Linked DNA regions of Hordeum vulgare: region 2 is linked to region 1. A link is a contact called in public Hi-C data. All regions are on one chromosome and are shown on one strand. The core of a region is the stretch at or near the end of the contact, and the rest is flanking DNA. Distances in the headings are between cores, read along the strand shown.

Region 1 (2,700 bases), core at 199-2,698:
TATTAATTATAAAGGGGAGAATTGATTTTATACCCCTAGTTGTGTCCCACTCGACATGTTTGCTCCTAGTTCTAGAAAACCTCATTTTTGTCCAAGTCCATTTCCTTCTCTTATGGTTTTGCCCTTCCATAACGTTTTCGTCCAGTTAGTGTCGTTTGACCATGTGTTGACCATATATAGACATTTTGGTAGACCATTTTGTCCCTGCTTCCTCAATCTCTTGAGGGACACTGCTAAGTGGGACCCATCACTAACAAAACCATCCCTCTCTCTTGCAACTATCATGTGGGACCCACAACTGACCAAATATGCCATGTTCTACACATCACAGTAATTTTGCATAACTTTTTCATGCAGTAATATACACACCGTGAACTAACTAAAACAAAAGTAACACAAATCAGCACTTAATGTTGTTATCATCTTGAATATAACTAATAATTAGTAAAGAGTTTCTAGATAAATATACTAGCTAATTACATTGGGTCAAGTGTTAAAAAATTTATAGTGCGTCAACGATTAGAGTATGCCCTCTGTAGTATGAGGATGAGCTTGCCAGAGCTAAAGTATTCATAGGCGGAGGTTACTAAATCCTCATCGTCAGAAGAGAGAAGAAGGATGAGATCATCGGAGCTCACCAAATCAACCTCGTCAGAGGACAAAAGGATGATGAGCTCATGGGAGATCACCAAATCAACCTCGTCTAAGGAGATGAGGATGAGCTCGTTAGAGCTCACCAAATCCACCTCATTAGAGCAGAGAAGGAGGATGAGCTTGCTGACGCCATTGGTGACAATTCCATGGCACATCTCGTCAAATCCACTAGAAAATGGAGATCGGGTAGTGAGGTACCATGGTGGAGCAGAGCTGGATCTGGGGCTCATGGCGCCCGATCTTGCTGCTGCTGATGGCAGAGCATAGGCGACGGAGCGACAGCTGCGGAGGCTAGCATGTGCAGCGCGGCCTTTGGCGGCCATGACAGGGAGGCGGAGGAAGGCTACGTCTGCGTTCCTCCTGGCCATGGTAACACAAAATTTGGGCGGTGCCGACATCCTGCCGAGCCTCCTTTGCTAGACGGCGGCATGCAGTGGTGGATACGGGGAGTACCAGTAGCCGTTCATATGGAGGGAGAGAAGAAACATCAGCTATGTTCGACAAGAATGAGCTGATGAGATCCACGGGCAAGAGGTCGGTTTCATGGCATTTGGCATCCATGGCTCAATCTGCAGGCACGTGAAACAGAGAGAGGGAAAGGGATTAGAGAGAAGTAAAAGGGAAGGAGGATAAAAGAAACGGGGAAGAGGAGGGAGTGGTCCGATGCTGCTCCGGCCACGTCAAACGGCGGCGATGGCATCTTCCAATCGAGACAGGATTGAGGCTCGGGCTCGGGAGGAGGAGTTAGGGTGGAATAAAGGGATAATATTTGAGAGATGGGGAAGGGGATATTGGGCTAGGGTTTGACTGGCCGAGAAGGGTGATTGGTCCCACTTCAGAGTGTCATGTGAGGTAGTGGGGAAGCAGGGGCAAAATAGTCCAGTGAAAAGTCCATAGACGATGAGCACACGGTCAAATGGCAGTAACTGGACAGAAATGTGACAGAAGAGCAAAACCATAAGAGAAGCAAACAGACTTGGACAAATATATAATTGATCATGGACGGAATGCATATAATTGATCATGCAATGAATAACGTTATAACTATGCACTTTTTTATCAATTGCCCAAAAATAACTTGTCCACCCACCATATGGCATGCTTACGAAAGATAAGCTTCTAGTAAATACTATGGCCCGAGGTCTACTTTAATTATATTACAAAACCAAAAATACCTTACTACAATTTATTTATTGGGAATTTGTAAAATTGAAATGTTTTGGTTTAAAATCCGGATCCAACTAAACCGATACCTTGCGTGAGAGAAAGAAACTGGCACGGAAGGGAGTCGAACCCCAACCTCATGGTATGTACAGAACACACTAGCCAACTCGCCACGACTTTGTTGCTGTTATTATTGCTCAGCCTTTGGAATATGAGGCTTTTATTCAAGATAGTGAGTTCGTGATACACGAACCAGTAACATGATGGTTGAGTACGTGACTATGCAACAACCTGGGTTAGTTTCACTTATTGTTCAAGATTTAAAATTTGAAGGGGGTTTGGATCTTGTGACGAGTGTATTTATGCCATCAAATCAAGGAGTTTTTAGTGAAAACTTTGATGATTTCACATTACATCACATTGGGGAGATGGGGTAATGGAGCGGCTCTTTTGCATGCTAAACAAACAAGTGAGAAGAGACGTTTTTCCACCATGATGGTCGTTGTATTTATTAGACCACTCATGATAAAGTTTTCAGGTCGTCCAAGCTATAATTATCACGATGATCATGCTAAAGTCATCATGCATTTACATCCTACAGTTACCATGCTTTTTATACTAAACTTGCTAATATGGGCAAGGCAAATCTGATAAGTCACGTATAAACACCAAGATATTTTTCATCTCAGAGATAAAGTTTTTGAATACACACACCCATAACTTATGGAGTAAATACCATGGTAATATACACACCACATGGGTGGTAATTTCTGATCAAACACCGTGGTAACTATTGGCCCGGGAAAAAAGTTGTTGAAGAGAGGTAACTTCTGCTTAAATAGTATGATAATATACGACAACACATATCTGATAACTTACGCA
Region 2 (2,721 bases), core at 105-2,604, 790 kb after region 1:
TGTCGGGCCGGGCCCGTGTCGTGCCAGCCACGCGGGCTGTCGGGCCGACCCATTTACCCGGCCCGTTTGGCCAGATCTGTGCTTATACATGTGTGGAAACATTCTCCCTTATAAGGAGGTCCAAATCCCACTAAACTAGCAATGTGGGACTAAACTTTTCCACCTCTTGCCTTGCACAAAAGGCCTGCGTGGGCCTCTAGGATTTATTAGGAATTTCTAAAATTGTACCTTGGGCTGGCCCAAAAATAGGTAAAAATTCCACCACATGAAACCATCTTCGAAGGACGTACGTTCCCTTCATAATCTTTGAGGCCCATTGCATGGTCAATTGTTCAACGAAGGCCTCCAATCACCTTCACCCCCGCACGTGACCACGGATATATTCCTTTTATTATCCTTGAATTGTTCTTCCCTATGTAAGCCCCTAACCTTTTGCATCGTCCTCTCGAGAGGACGGTTATTGAGCAGCCTCGTCGAGTACACCTTGCCCATCATAGACCATCTTGCAACACTAACTTGTTCTAGAGACGGATCCGAAACCGTGATGTTCTTTCTTCATCACGATCAACTCGCCTAGCTTAGTCGAGGGGCTGGAGGCCTCCCTAGAAGTCTTGCGGTCTGCGAGAGATATTGAAGATTTCCTCCTTGTCGCGCCCGTTGTCGCTTCTGCTCATGGAATGGTCATCTCCTTTGCAGTAGCCACTCCTCTCCCCGATCACTTTGCCATAGGCTCGTCATAGGAGAGTGAAAGCGTCGCTGATCAGTGCCATCGCCACCCCGAGAACCACCGGAGAAAACACCACCCCCAATGAGAGAACCCTAACCCTAGTGCGACAAAGCAGCCGCGTGCGGATGATGGACCCGCCTAATTTCAAAGATACATTAGAACTTTAACTAACTTTTTTTGTGAAGAAACTAGTACTAGTACCAACTAAGGGCATCTCCAATAGTCGTATGATCATCGTTGGTAAAATTGTCACATAGACGCTTTTAATGACATGTCATATAATGAAAGAAGAGAGAGAATGCAATCGTATGAACTTGAAGCAACGGTTCAGGAACAAGCTCCGAGGCAAACATGATCATTTCTTCAACATTTTGTGAACTCGTTTAGTTATTTTATATACGGTTAACATATAGTACATTGAAAAGCATATATGATGTGCTGTTGGCTGTTGATGTGGACATTTATACCAACGACTGCCGTTGGAGATGCTCTAACTCGAAGATGGCTAAAAAAACTCAAGATGCCTACAGGTGGGACCGCCAACCCTAACGACCTGCTACCTGCTTGTGTACCCGGTAGAGTTACGGCCATAAAATTGTCTCCTCCACTCCTCCGACTCCACGTGCACCCTACACGACCGTGCCCGCCGTTCCCCTCAAACAGCTCCATCGAGCCGCGCTCACTTGCAACTCGGCCGCCACATGTCTGTGACACGAGCCAGCCATTAAAAATCCCCTTCCAACCTTTCTCTCCCCCTTCACCCTCCTCCTCTTTGGCTCTTTCTCACCAGCTCTACCGCCGCCTCCTTCTCCCACTACTCCGCCTCCGATCTCCGGACCCTCCGGCGACCGGGCCCCACCGCCCGGCCTCTACGCCGCCGCCCAGGCCCCACGTGCCAAACTCGCGCCGCCGCCGCCGCCGCCATTAACCAACTACTCCTACCTCCCATCATTCCTTCCCGATCTGCCAACTAGCCAAGCCCACTGACGTGCTACGCCGCCGCCCTCTCCTTCTCCCCCGCCAACGCGTTTGGCCTCCCCTGCGTCCTACTCCCGCGGGGTCCCAAGCCCCAACCCTAGAGCTCGCTAGCCCAGGGATCGGCCAAGTGATGCGCGGATCGGGGCGGGCGGGGCGGCCATGTTCGGCCGCATGAAGTGCCTCGTCGGCGGCGCCGTTGACCAGGGCAGCCCGCGTGGAGCCACCAGGAGGGTTTCGCCGGCGTCCGGCCGCGTGCACAACGCCGCCGCGGGGCCGGGGGCCAAGAGGGCCATCTGCTTCCGCCCGCCGGACGTTATGGAGACGGTGCACGAGGTGGCCGTCTACATCCACCGCTTCCACAACCTCGATCTCTTCCAGCAAGGGTATGGAGCCGTGTCTCGTGGAGATGCTTGCTTTTGGTCTTTTCTTTTCCGTGGATGTCTTTTTTCTTCTTCTTGGGTTTAGTTTCACTATTCTCTTTTTTGACTATACTAAAGTTCCAAGTGGTTTGAGTTAAAAAGTTTCATTTTTTTGTGACATGTAAAAAAGCCAATACAAAGTTTCGGTACAAACTTAGTCAATAGTTTTGGTTTGTTGGAGCATTTCGTGTTAATTCGGTTTTTCTTTTTTCTTTTTTGCGAGTCAGACCTCCCCCCCCCCCCCCCCCCCCCCTCGTACTGGCAGTTCTGAGTTTGTCCATACACATTTTTGCGCTGCGAGACGGCATGCAGATCTTTGTCTCCATATTTCTGGATCTCCGAAATTTTTATATTTTATGTCAACTAGGGAGTGCTGTTCTTCGTTGTGAAACGAGTATTGGGTTATGTGCAGATGGTACCAGATGAAGATTAGTGCAATGTGGGAGGAGGGTGAAAGCGGTAGCAAGACACCAGCTTCACCCGCAAGGGTAGTCCAGTACGAAGGTGCGTCCATCTCTTCTAACGAGGGACAGTATGATGTGATCGCCTGCTTCAGTGCTTCTGTTATTTTCACATGATTTCAAGGAAATACATGTT

What was found. Hi-C and Micro-C count contacts between places; a contact is called where the count stands out from the background.
Region 2: a Hi-C map of seedling shows a contact between it and region 1, with 2.4 times the contacts expected there. The contact joins the promoter of LOC123451758 here to the enhancer-like site in region 1. A contact is called at or near these places in 2 of 6 Hi-C or Micro-C datasets (leaf and seedling) and 1 of 1 datasets of contacts at active chromatin or transcription factors (embryo).

The regions. Positions count from the first base shown.
Region 1 is chr5H:260,440,608-260,443,307 of MorexV3_pseudomolecules_assembly, forward strand. No RefSeq gene overlaps it. Among protein-coding and RNA genes, the nearest start is that of LOC123395566, 650 kb to the left of the region's middle. Within about 2 kb of position 1,449, at least 3 of the 3 cell types and tissues checked have open chromatin away from gene starts, as enhancers often do. A contact at or near this core is called in leaf and seedling, where this site is marked.
Region 2 is chr5H:261,229,022-261,231,742 of MorexV3_pseudomolecules_assembly, forward strand. LOC123451758 (protein FAM135B-like) reads left to right here and starts at 1,355. Exons shown (of 14, transcript XM_045128289.1): 1 at 1,355-2,088; 2 at 2,537-2,628. The coding sequence starts at 1,865.